Regions from separate parts of the Triticum aestivum genome. Here region 1 is linked to region 2. Evidence: chromatin contacts called from public Hi-C data. All regions are on one chromosome and are shown on one strand. The core of a region is the stretch at or near the end of the contact, and the rest is flanking DNA. Distances in the headings are between cores, read along the strand shown. Region 1 holds the start of LOC123159614. Region 2 overlaps LOC123160681 (serine/threonine-protein kinase LMTK3).

Region 1 (6,540 bases), core at 25-2,524, 150 kb before region 2:
ATGAAGGAGGGAGTTTGGCAATGATGCCCCCCACCACAAACTTGGCATTGACGTTCACATCAAACTGAGCCAACTCACTCACAATCGATGTAAGATCATGAGCTTGCTTGACGACGGAGACGCCGTCCACCATGCGGAAATCGTGGTACTGTTCAACCACATAAATCCATCGCCCTGCGTCAGAGACCGCGTACTTGCGATCCAGCGCATCCCAAAGCTCTATTGCAGAGGTGTACCCATGGTATACATCATAGAGCTGGTTCTCAAGGAGCGACAAGATGACAGCCACAACAGTGTCGTTTGCTAACTCAAAGTCCATTACCTGCTGACGAGTCAGCGGCCTAACCTGTGGGATAATCCACCACAGGCCCTTGGACAGGAGGTAGTGACGCACCTTGGACTGCCATCTCTTGAAGTTGTCACCGGCAAACTTTTCAGGTTTCATCAGTTCCGCAACATGAGCATCCATGACAAATTGATCTAGAGTTTTCTGGATTGTTGGACACAATACATAATTTGTCATTAATTTAATTCCTTTACCTAGTACGTACAAGAGCAGGTTAAACAGGCAAATGGTTTTCTTCATAAGCATGCAATATAGATTCACACAGGAGCAGATTGATAGCACCCATCCTTGTATAATTAGCATGCAAAGGAAAACATCACGAAACCAGCGAGAACCATCTACAATACTAGTGACGGCAAAGTAGCAATATAGACAAATTAACATAAAGATACTGAATCTACCGAACACACACGACATGGCTGAAAACACTAGCAGCAGGAACAAAAAGACAGTCTAAAGCACTAGATAAACCTGATGGAGAATCGGCTAGAGCATGGACAGATTTATCTTGTACTAATAATGATCAAATGCAACTTACAGTCTAGACGTCGGTGCACTTGGTGTTCGTGGATGGAGTTTGTTGGAGACGATCTCGTAGAGGAAGCAGCGGTGGCGGAGACGATGTCGACGAGGACGTCGAGGAAGCAGCGGTCGCCGGAGACGATGTTGTCGAGGACGTCGACGAAGCAGCCCTCGCCGGAGATGATGATGTCGAGGACGTCGAAGGAGCGGTCGCGCGGACGCTGCCCAGAAAACTCTAGACCGCCCCCGTGCAGGGTCGAAGGATGCGGCCGGAGTCACGGAGACACCGCTCGCCGGGCTGCCGTTGCACGACGAACAGCACGGCAGGCTTCGTTCCGACGGCGGCTCAGCACTTGTGATATGTGAGGAAGGAGATGAAGATGTGTTGTGTATTTGTCCCGATGCTCTCTACCATTTATAGAGATCAGGAAGGAAGCATTCCAACAAGCAACGTTTCAATGAAACGTCTTGCCGAGCGAAGCGCGGTGCACTCGTTGGAACCAGGAGAATCGGGAGGAACAACAGGATAATGCTCACGTCCTAGCAGAGGACTCGGGAAGGAGTTGCAGCTTGCCGAACGGCCAGCAACGTGTGTGCATGAAGTTTCAGTTTGTTACGTGACAGGATATGCCCAAAGCATCAGACTTGGAATTCTCTGAACCGATGCATTATTTCCAACAGTTACTTCCTCCACGAGTATGCGGACGTGTACTATATTTTGTCCGAACCTACGCACGCATGTCCAACGAATATAAATTATCTCCAAACATTGCTGATCCTGCTTCATAAAAATGTATAATAAATCATCGACGCTAAAACGGAGACGTTTATTATATAACGGTGACCACCTATTTTCTGGGTGTGCCTAGAGCTCCTCCGTTTGGGCTGCTGTTGGTCATCGGCCTGCGCCGGAACGGTCGAGACGGTCCTTGCTGCTCAGCCGCCCTGGACGTGTCGCAATCTGCCTGTGAAGCTGCCCCGGTAAAATCTTGTGTTTCTGGCGTCCCCTCGGTTTTTGAGATAATAATCACAAGCGGTGGGGAGTTTTTCCCGTACGACTCAAAAAAAAAAAAACCATGCAATAAGGCCAACGGGTGACTCTATTTGGTCCTTCTGTGTTCGTTTGAAGCAAAATGAAGATGATCCACGACCAAGAGCAAACCCAAAAAGCGTTCGGCTCATGTCCGTCGGACCCAAACCGGGCGCATTTTTGTGCAGGCTTTGCATCTAGACAAACACTGAAAGGACGCGCTAGACCCCACGACACCAATCCCCAACAAGCGGCCAAGAAAACAAAACACAGTCGACGCGCGACGCGTCAACGACACATCGTTGTCCATATGTAGCGTTAGTAGCAGTCACTCTGCGGACGAAGTACACGTGAAAGACATGGGCAGGTAGCACCTTTTCATTTAGTATTGTTTGCGATTTGGTCTTCCAAATTATTTTATTTATGGATAAGTTTCTACTTTCTCTATTCTTTGAAAACCTCATGAAGGACTTCGGCTCTCCGACCACTTGACTATGCCACACACCTGTGGGCTAAACCACGACAGTGTCTCCAACACGAGACTTGAGCCCTGCAACACATGATTTTTTTTCTCCCCTTGCAACGCATGGTCATGTTTCCTAGTATGACTAAAAAGAGAAGCGGCAATACAAATAAAATGCCTAATGTGTGTAAGGATTTTTTTACCCGTTCCTCCGCACAAGAAAGCTGGTAAGTTCCACGTAAGATATCAAGACAAACAGCATACACCTTCCTTTGCTATTTTTTTTAAATAATACATTTTTTTATTAATTTTCATAAATATTACGCTGGATAAAAAAATTTCAAAAATAATACACCGTCGGCCCGCTGCAGGCCGACTGGGCCTAGTCGGCCCACAGCAGGCCGATTGGATTCCAGTCGGCCTACAGCTGGCCGACTGGCCCCTGTCGGCCCACTGTGGGCTGATTGCGTCCTGTCGGCCCACTGTGGGCCGACTGGAGCTAATTGGCATAAAAATATATGTTTAAAAAATGTTAATCATGTAATTAAAAAATGTTAAACATGTATAAAAAATGTTCCTGATGTATACAAAAAATGTACAATATATATGCAAAGATGTTGACATAAAAATATGTTTTGAAAAGTGTTAAGCATGTATTTAAAAATTGTTAAATGTGTGTATAAAAATGTTCCTTATTTATACAAAAAATATAGAATGTGTATGAAAAAAAGTTGATACCAAAAAATTATGTTTGAAAAGTTGACATTTATTCAAATACATGATTAAAAATTGTTAAATGTGTGTATAAAAAATGTTCCTTATCTATAAAAATAATATAGAATGTGTATGAAAAAAAGTTGACACCAAAAAAATATGTTTGAAAAAAATGTTCCAGTTCCATACAAAAAAGAGCAACCAATCATATTTTTTTCCCAACCTTGATTTATTTTTTGTCACCAACTCACCAACATAATTTTTTGGTATCAACTTTTTTTCATACACATTCTATATTTTTTGTATAAATAAGGAGCATTTTTTATACACACATTTAACAATTTTTAAATACATGATTAACACTTTTTAAAACATACTTTTTATGTCAACATTTTTGCATATATATTGTACATTTTTTGTATACATCAGGAAAAAAAATTATACACGTTTAACATTTTTTAATTACATGATTAACATTTTTTTAAACATATATTGTTTATGCCTATTTTTTTGCAAAAACAATTAGCCCACAGCGGGCCAATTAGCTCCAGTCAGCCCACAGTGGGCCGACAGGACCCAATCAGTCCACAGTGGGCCGACAGGGGCCAGTTGGCCAGCTGTAGGCCGACTGGAATCCAATCGGCCTGCTGTGGGCCGACTAGGCCCAGTCGGCCTGCAGCGGGCCGACGGTGTATTATTTTTGAAAAAAATTTACCCAGCGTAATATTTATGAAAATTAATAAAAAAATGTATTATTTAAAAAAAATGAGCCCTTCCTTTCAAAACAAAAAACTAACGTACACCTTTATTATTTGATAAAGTTGATTCGAAGATCACTCGATATGACAGCATGGAGATTACATGGCCCCAGTGGTAACACGGCAGCAGTAACAGATAATTTAAGTTTATTCAATTATTCTTCCGGAAGAGGACGACTTGTGCAGAGGAGGGTGCCTGATGAAGGCCTGCTCACTGCATTGTTGAAGGTGAATCCTCCGGAGTTGTGACCGGGTGATCAGTATCTTGAGAATGCCTAGCGAATGCTTGCCGACGGCCGGCTGAAGTGTGCGGCTACATGAACAATCAGTAACCGGGTGTTTAGGATCTTCCAGGGTGTGCGTGGAAGACTCGTCAGTTTCATCTATCTTCGGTCAGGAATTGAGCGTGGTGGATCGTCCTTGGGAGTGCTTCGCAGCCCAGGCTGATCAGGATCTTCACAAACTTTGTGGTTAGGATGTGTTTTCTTCGAAGGCTTGTAAGTTACAGGTGGAAGTGTGCTACATGAACCATCTTGATTCGGGTGTTCAGGATCTTTCAGGGTGTGCGCTGAAGGCGTGTCGGCTGCAGGTTTATGCATCCTATTCCTAGGTTGGTCGTGCGAAGAGCTGCGTCTGCGTGAGCCCAGAGCAACTCCGTGACCAGGATCATGGGAAAGTTTATGAGTAGGATGTTTCTTGGGCAAAGGTTTGTGGGTCGGAGGCTGAAGTGTGTTGCATGAATCCTCAGGAAGTAGGCGTGTAAGATTTTCTGGGGCGGTGCACGTCGAAGGCTTTTCGGTGAGGGGTTCAAGTTCAGTGTGCTTAGGATCTTGGAGGGTGGGATGAGAAAGCTTGTGGATTGGGATTTTAGGTGTGCTACTACATGGAAATGGATGAATAACTCGTTCTTCCGGGGCAACCGACAGGTGACGACTCGAACCTGACAGCGGAACTGCAGCGCCATGAAGAGCAGTTGTAACAATTAGCAGATATCGATAATAGCTACTGTAGAAGTGTCACCATGGAGAGGGGTAGAAGCTAAGTTACCTGGATCGGCTGGAGGCTGAACGGCAAGAGCAGTCGGAGTGCATGTTCCTGGAGGAGCGGCGGCGGCAGCAGAGGAGGAGGAGGAGGAGAAGAAACAGCTCCGATGTGGCTTCCTGTTCGACATGAGCAGCAGCAGGGAGCGCAGAGCCAGAGACGAGCGTGGAGCAAGTGCCATTCTCACTAGCTAAGGCAAAGGACAGTCGATAAGTGGTTCTGTCACAAGGAAGAAGATCTGCAATGGCTGCCTCCCGTCGAGCCGCTTGTGGGGGTATTTATGCATTTAACATTAGAAGTGTCGTACCGACCATCAAAGAAAAGAAAATAAATAACAAAAATAGAAGATGCGTGTGCGTTCACACCACTAGCATTCCATAGTATCATCTACATGACACTACTCTATGTAGTATTACCTCTGTCCCAAAAAGCTAGTCTTAGATTTGTTGATACCGTATGTATCTAACAGACAAGCTTTTTGAGACGGATGGAGTATATTCAAATTACATGCATAGTATCATATTCATTAGCCGTAAATTCTCAATACGAAGTTCGAGTATGATCAACTTTTCTGGTTCGATGCGTCTATGATATCATATCATAATATGATATTACAATTTCCTACCACCATCACCGTAGCCGTGTCGGTGGTAGCTGTAGGTGTCGCGGTAGGGCTCGCCGCCACCGCCGCCGAAGCAGCCCCCCAGAGACGTGAAGCGCAGCGGCGTACCGCCGCTCGGCCAGAACTCCGCCTTCTTCCCGCTCCGGCGCCGTACCTCCCGCAGCACCTTCCCCCGCTCCACGTACCCCGTCACCCCCACCTTCCATGCTGCATGCGTGGTAATCAGCTACTCGTGAGCTTGACAATCAATCTGAGTGGGGTAGCCACCCCCCCCCCCACCGCGTGCCTCCCTCCCCCCGTGCCGCTGGCCGCTCCGGCCGCGACGGCCACCCACCTGCCTTAATGGCGACGTCTCCTCCGCCATCACCAGCTGCGAGCGCAAGCTCCGGACCGGATCCACCAGCGTGGGATATCCCTGTTTCCCCTGGTCCGTCCGAGGTGCCGGAAACACAGCTCGAGGCTTCCCCAGATCCGGCCGACCGGCCGCAGATCCAGCAGCAATCCTGTGGCCCTCGCCCCTGTGCAACTTGTCCCCCTTGTCGTCGCCACCTAATGGCAACACATCCCCATCACACTGCCATCATCCTGTGGCCCTCGCCCCTCTCCTCTCGCCACTATTAATGCCCGCGGGTGGACTGGTCCTAAAGCATGCCGCCGATGAATTGGGTCTAGGCGGCACTGTGTTTTGAGTTTTCTCTTTAGTTTTTTGGGTTTGATCTTTTCAGAAGGCTCCTAGTAAATATTAAATGAGCTTAGGAAAATTCAAAGAACTAATTTAAACGATTTCCCACCCAAGAAAATTATATTGACCCATGTACAAGTCTAGACGATCCTAAATCACTTATCAAATTTGATCCTAAATTGGTTAAGTGTATTAATTCAAGAAATATTTTAAAAGGTCCCAATTTTGGGATGTTACAACTCATATAGCTTTTACCGTGCCCTGTATCACATTTTGTTTTGTTTGCTCGCGGTGTCCTCTGAGCTGTTTTTGGAGATGTCAGTCGTAGTTGTTGGTTGGCTTGTTTCTTTGGTCGGAGAGTT
Region 2 (7,011 bases), core at 2,306-4,805:
ATAAACAACTTATCTGGGCCAGTTCCATCATCTTTATTCAACATGTCATCCCTCACAATTCTTGCCATAGCAAAAAACTCACTCATTGGAAAATTACCCTTCGACATCGGCTACACACTTCCAAATATTCAGAGATTAATTCTATCACAAAACAGTTTTGATGGCCCAATCCCAGCCTCTCTTCTCAAAGCTTACAGCCTACGCACGCTTCACCTGGATAATAATAGGTTTACTGGATTCATACCATTTTTCGGTTCACTGCAAAATTTACAGAAACTTGATTTGGGACACAACAAACTAGAGGCAGGTGATTGGAGCTTTGTCTCTTCACTATCACATTGCTCCGGATTGAGTATGCTGGGGCTGGATGGAAACAATCTCCAAGGGAAGTTACCAAGTTGTATTGGCAATCTTTCCAATAGTCTCGAGTCATTGTGGCTAAGTAGCAACAAAATTTATGGGCATATACCACCAGAGATTGGCAACCTTAAGAGCCTAAATAATTTGTACATGGGTAACAATCTTCTCACTGGATATATACCACCAACAGTTGGGAAACTGCAGAGATTGGTCTATCTATCCTTTGCAAAAAATCAGCTTTCAGGCCCGATTCCAGATACTATTGGTGATCTTGTCCGGCTGAGTATGCTGAAATTGGATTGGAACAACCTTAGTGGAAGAATACCTGCAAGTATAGCACGTTGTACTCAACTCAATATACTCAACCTTGCTCATAACTCACTAGATGGGCTTATACCAAGTAAAATCTTCAAAATCTCTACCCTTTCTGTAGAGTTGGACTTTTCACACAATTACTTGTCTGGAGAAATGCCTGAAGTTGGCAATCTCATTCATCTGAAGAAAATGAACATGTCAAATAACAGGTTGTCTGGCAACATACCATCAACTCTCGGCCAGTGTGTGGATCTGGAGTATCTTGAGATGCAAAGCAACTTCTTTATAGGAAGCATTCCAGAGTCTTTTCAAAGACTATCCAACATAAAGAATATGGATATTTCTCAGAACAATTTGTCAGGAGAGATACCAGATCCCCTCAAATTCTTGAAATACCTCCAATACCTCAATTTATCCTTCAACCATTTTCATGGAGCAATTCCGAGAGGTGGTGTTTTTGATATTGTTGGTGCAGTATCAACTGAAAGAAATTATCATCTGTGTACAAGGATTCCAACAGGAGGTATGTCCCTTTGTTCTGCATTGGTTGACAAGAAAACAAAACACAAGTCATTGGTTCTAGTCCTAGAGATTGTGTTGCCAATTGTTGTTGTCACTATAATTATTTTGTCATGCATTGTGATAATATATCGGAAGAAGAGAATGCAAGTCAATCCCCATTTGCAACATATCAATGAGCACATAAAGAAGATATCATATGAAGATGTTGTAAGGGCAACAGATAGATTCTCTTCTGCAAACTTAATTGGTGCAGGATCATTTGGAAAGGTTTATAAGGGCAGTCTGCAGTTTCAAGAAGATCAAGTTGCCATCAAGATTTTTGACCTTGACATTTACGGAGCACAGAGGAGCTTCATAGCAGAGTGTGAAGCTCTCCGTAGTGTGCGCCATCGGAATCTTGTAAAAGTCATTACCTCATGCTCTTCAGTGGATTATACTGGGGCAGATTTCAAGGCCCTAGTGTTCCCGTACATGCCTAATGGGAACCTAGGATTATGGCTACACCCGGAAGATCATGAACATGGTGAAAGAAATGCTCTGTCATTGAGCCAAAGGATTAATGTAGCCCTGGATGTAGCATTTGCTTTGGATTATCTTCACAACCAGTGTGCATCGCCAATTATACATTGCGACGTAAAGCCAAGCAATATTCTTTTGGGTCTTGATATGGCTGCATACGTCATCGACTTTGGCCTAGCAAGATTTGAGTTCAGTACATCAAATGCACATCAAGATATTTCAGCAAGTTCAGGCCGCCTGAAAGGATCCATAGGATACATCCCACCAGGTGAGATAAGCTTATTCTCACATGATATTAATTCTGTTTATAGAGTTGTACAAATAATGATTATTCTCTAATTTTATTGTGTTTGTGAATGTCCATGCAGAGTACGGCATGAGCGGACAAATATCAACCAAGGGTGATGTCTACAGTTTTGGGGTGCTTCTGTTACAACTGATAACAGGGTGCAGTCCAACTGGGGAAAAATTCAGTGATGGTATAAGCCTTCATGAATTTGTTGATAGAGCATTTACAAAGAATATTCATGAGGTTGTTGATCCCACAATGCTACAAGATGACAGGAATGCAGCTGACCTGATGAAGAATTGTGTTATCCCACTGATTGCAATCGGCCTCTCTTGCTCCACGACATCACCAAAAGACCGGCCAGATATGGGACAAGTTTCTACTGAGATCCTTAGAATCAAGCACGCGGCCTCACACATGCGTGCCAGATGAAGCAAAGATTTGGAAGATGGCAACTTGCAACAGAAGCGCAACTAAAGAAGAAAAGTGATGTAACTACGTAATGGTGTTTTCCTTTTAGGATTCAGTTACTGGCATTTCCAAACAGTAATATTCTCTTGCTGCAATAGCATTTCGTGTAATTTTTTTTCTTTTAGTTTTGTTGAGTAGTAACTCTGTAAGCACCATCCAAGGGATTATTAAGGCTCAAATGTCCAATCAGATTGATTTAGATGTTTTTAGAAGGTGATTTTGGATCCGAATGAGAATCAAAGCTCGAATCTGCACATGAATGCAAATGCTGGTCCTATGGGAGATTTGGCAGGAAAGGAACAAGTGCGCTTTCAGGGGCAAGATCGCCTCCGCACACGAGGTTGTCGCCGCAATCAGACGAGCAATCCAGCTATGGCGCCTAGCCGGAGCAAAATGCATTGAGACCCCCTTTGGGGAACCTCCATGAGAGACTGTTAATTCTCTGGCAGCCAATAGGGCTGTAGTTTTCTTTATTTTCAGTTCGTTTCCTTTTTATCCTTGATCTTAGGATCCCCACCATTTTATCTTCCGTTGCTTCCTGCTAATCATCAATCAAGCCAGCAATTTGCTGGATCTTCCAAAAAAAAATATCTGCACATAAATTCAACACCAAAAAAATCCCCTACAGATTAACTCGAACTGAGTCGGGGGTCTCTACACCTCAGGCCTATGTCCTACAGATAGATTTCGCCCAATCCCCGCGGAAGATCGCCACAGATCAAGCAGACAGACATGGCGCTTGTACCTGTTCGCCGGAGAACCTAGCGGCGGCGCTGCTTCGCGCCGACTGCCGACGGGGCCCGCTGGTGCTGCCGCTGCTTGGGCCCCGCCACACATTGGCCCTGTCCTCGCAAGCCTGCAGGCTCCGCCGTCGTCGAAGCTCGGGCCGCCTGCAGCTAGCGTGGTCGTGCCAGCACCGGGGCTCGTCCTGTTGTTTCACGGGCGAAACTACGATAGTTGTACGATGGCCAATTCATCGATGTGCTTTTTTTTTTAGGGAAATTCATAGATGTGCTGCTCTCCGGTGCTTTGCGTGGACCAAAGCTGGCCAAACGGGCCGTGCTAACTGGGCCGGCGCGGTAGCACGCAGGCAAGACACGGCCCAGCCACGGCACTGCTTGGTTTAAACGGGCCAGGCCCAGCACGCAGCACGCCATGGGCCATGCCTGGGCTGAAGGCTGGGCACGCGGGCCGGCACGGCACAGCCTGTTTTTTTAATATATTAATATATATATATATATGTCCTATATAAATACCCTTTTTTTACCCTTCAAAAAAATATAAATACCCTTTTTTACACGAGTCCTATAGAAGTAACTGATAATCTAATATGTTCAATATTTTTGTAGCGCTTGTGTATTTTTGTAGTGCTTGGATCTGAGTAGTTGTACTGTTATAGTGTAGTTTTTGTATTTTTTTAATTTTTTTGTAATTCTAGAGCATGTCTTGTATTCTTTTACTTCTTTGGGACAGAAGGTTTAATGGTGTAGGCGCTAATAAAACTCTAGATTTATCCCACATAATACTTCACCGAATATTTCTAAATTTTCAATATCTTTTTGGCTTTTCCATCCTGTTTTTCGAAGGTGTTTCACGGGAAAAAAATCAAGCCAACACGGGCCAGCGTGCCTAAGCGTTCCACGGGCCGGCCCACTTACCTCCCATGCCATGCTAGGGTTGCTGCATGCAGCATGTGGGCCGGCACGACACGTCCCAACTATTAATCGTGCCCTGGCAGGCCCGACACGTGGGCCGACACAACACGACCAAACGGGCCAGCCCGGCACGGCACAGCCTGGCCCGCCTAAATGTGCCTGGCACGGCACAGCCCACCAGGGCACGATAATAGTTGGGTCGTGCCGGGTTGGCCCGTTTGACCAGCTCTGGCGTGGACGATGTGATCGGCACCGTCGTACACAAATCGGATGCGCAATGTCGTAAGGAAGGCGGGTCATGAGGGAGAAACACTCAAAATCATGAACCTTATTTTATTTAACTACTGCAAACATGCCCGTGTGTTGCAACGGAAGAAACGGAATTATAATGCAATATGCTACTCCCTCTATGACCTTCAAAAGAAGGCTTGAGTGACCTACAACGTCTTTTGTATTTGTTTACAGAGGAAGTAGAGCTTTGCGAGGACAAAACATCACATTTTATTTAACAACCTCCAAAGATAAAGATAAGTAAGTCACTCATGCTTGTAGTGATCATAAATTTTGTATGTATCCAACATCTGAGGGTCAAAGCTCTCAAAGTTATCCCAAACTCTTCACTTATACATGAATAATGAGATATGTTAATTTGAACACCATATCTAAATCTAACAAAAAACATGAAAATATGTCGTAACTCACAAACTTACTTCTCCCGTAATAAGGATAGCGTCATGTATAATTGTTTTCCTATTCTCTCAAAACACACATGAGCTTTAACAACACATACCTAAATAGCACGGCGAATAATGGCAACATGTTATACATAAGTTAGATATAAGCCATATTGGATTTACTGACCTTAATGTGTTCATGAAGCTTGTTAAGAATCAGAGTGTCCAAGCCCTCGCTTTTTAGCAACAATCAATAGAAGGTGTTAGGATTAGAACATAAAAAGCACCTTTAATTATTGAAGGCATAACTTTAGTTGTGGGAGTCTCCATAGTTCCAAAAGTCGGATCTCAAAGCGCATCACCTAGCTGCCATCCCCCTCTCCCGACGAGGCCTTGAGTCCTGTGCTCCTTTGCATGCCACTCCAATGGCAGGAGGGGTGGGGAGCCCTGATCTGCGTTGCAGCGTTGTGATTAGGTCTCTTAGGATAATAGTTTCGTTCCCCAGCAGTGGTGCTGCAGTGCAATGGCGGCAGCGTATGGATCAAGAATAAGGTTTCCCCTACTCATGGTCTACCTAGGCGGTGGTGGTCACATCCGCAGCATAGAGGAGGGTAGGGGTTGCCTGGTCTCTGCTCTTCTGAAGTGATGAATTTGGTAAGCAAGACAATGGAGAGTTGCGTGAAAATGAGCACTAAAGAATTATCAAGAAATCTCCTTCAAGTCACCAATATGAATATCAAAATTGTGACATCAACATGAAGCTTCCAGATCCAAGTGGAAGTATCAGGGTCCTAGCTAGTTTTCCTAAAAAAAGGAGAATATCACACGAAAACCAACAATTAGTGAAATACATGTCAAAATGGTGTTTTGAAGTTTAAAAAATGAAAAGAAAAACACAGAATGTTAAGAGGGCGATGTTCTGTTTCCATGCGAAATTTCAAGTGCATATATGTTACGGGATGTGATCTATGAAAATAACAAAATCAACATTGAGTAGTGTCGAACAATAACAATACAGAACAATAACATTCACTCTGTATTGTCGAATTTGGTTTTCTCATAACTCACATTATGTAATGTGTTTCAACTTGGAATTTTGCATGGCAATAGAACATCATCTTCTTAACATCCCATATTTTTTTGAGATTCTTTTAAAACTTACAAACGTGATTTCCACGAAGTTTTAATTGAATGTTGGTTTTTATGTGATATTCTCCCTTCTGAGAAATGGTCGGATCTGACCCATTCCTCAAAAGATGTTTTTACATGATACATATCCACAACAATTTCTACTTCTAGTTCCAGAGAATGAATAAATCATCAAGTGCTCCTCTTCCTGGACACGACATACAAAGAGACCCGCCAACTGTCTTTTTTAGCGATTTTTGGAAGATAGATATTGTGATTAGTTTTCGACATAATTTTCCGATCGCTGCGTCAACAATGTTTCCATGGCTCTGATGGTATTTCAGAGTTCCAAAGACGGCATCGAACTTTGCTCACGCCGCGCCGTTGACGAGTCCAGGAGGAAGATATCGTCGATTTACCCAAAGACTGGTGCATAATTTCCAGTCTATGTAAGGATGACCTTGTAAGAGTTGGTCGATTTAAACATATAGCGTTTGGCCTTTCCGCGAAAGAAATGAGCATCGGGAGATTGAGCTAAAGTATCAATATCAATAAATAAGATGCATAAGGGATCGGGTGCTAACAATTTGGGAATACATGATGTGTAGGAGCCAATTACAATTAACGGATAATTCTATTGCTATATCTGGATGTGATGAGCACAAGAAAAATCTCAACTTCTCCGGCATCGCACAGGCCCTACGGGTCTTCAGGAACTCTGTGCCTCGGGTCTTTGCGAGGTCCAGGCTGTGGATCGTCCGATACAGGTTGAGGCGTGCCGCATGAGCCCTCGGATATTGGGCCCTCCGGATCCTTGGTGGCGCCAGGCGGAATCTTGTCAGTTTCATGTCCAAGTGTGTGATATGAGCCCTCAGGTTCAGGTTCAAGTTCAACATGTCTAAATCTTCTGCTTGGGCATTCCAGAGGGGCGCTGTGAGTCGAGCCAGATCCAGACGACGAAGCTGCAGGATCATGTAGTATTATTACCTATCAGCAGAGATCAACAGCACAAACAACAGCAGGGAGCATATGCATGAAGGCATTTATCTGTACCTGCAGCGGCTGGAGGGTCGGTGGC

The links. A called contact is a pair of places that touch in the nucleus more often than the background predicts.
Region 1: a contact with region 2 is called in a Hi-C map of leaf, with 2.9 times the contacts expected there. The contact joins the promoter of LOC123159614 here to the enhancer-like site in region 2. A contact is called at or near these places in 2 of 5 Hi-C or Micro-C datasets (both in leaf).

Annotation. Positions count from the first base shown.
Region 1 is chr7B:486,524,750-486,531,289 of IWGSC CS RefSeq v2.1, reverse strand. LOC123159614 reads right to left here and starts at 1,274. Exons shown (of 3, transcript XM_044577430.1): 1 at 885-1,274; 2 at 1-490. The coding sequence starts at 469. It overlaps LOC123155918, which reads right to left and starts at 5,110. Exons shown (of 2, transcript XM_044574071.1): 1 at 4,881-5,110; 2 at 3,885-4,785. The coding sequence starts at 5,055. The coding sequence ends at 4,217.
Region 2 is chr7B:486,373,410-486,380,420 of IWGSC CS RefSeq v2.1, reverse strand. LOC123160681 (serine/threonine-protein kinase LMTK3) reads right to left here. Exons shown (of 2, transcript XM_044578530.1): 1 at 6,987-7,011; 2 at 6,469-6,895. The coding sequence ends at 6,633. It also overlaps the pseudogene LOC123158085. Among protein-coding and RNA genes, the nearest start is that of LOC123160681, 3.7 kb to the right of the region's middle. Within about 2 kb of position 3,555, at least 8 of the 8 cell types and tissues checked have an H3K27ac peak or open chromatin away from gene starts, as enhancers often do. A contact at or near this core is called in leaf, where this site is marked.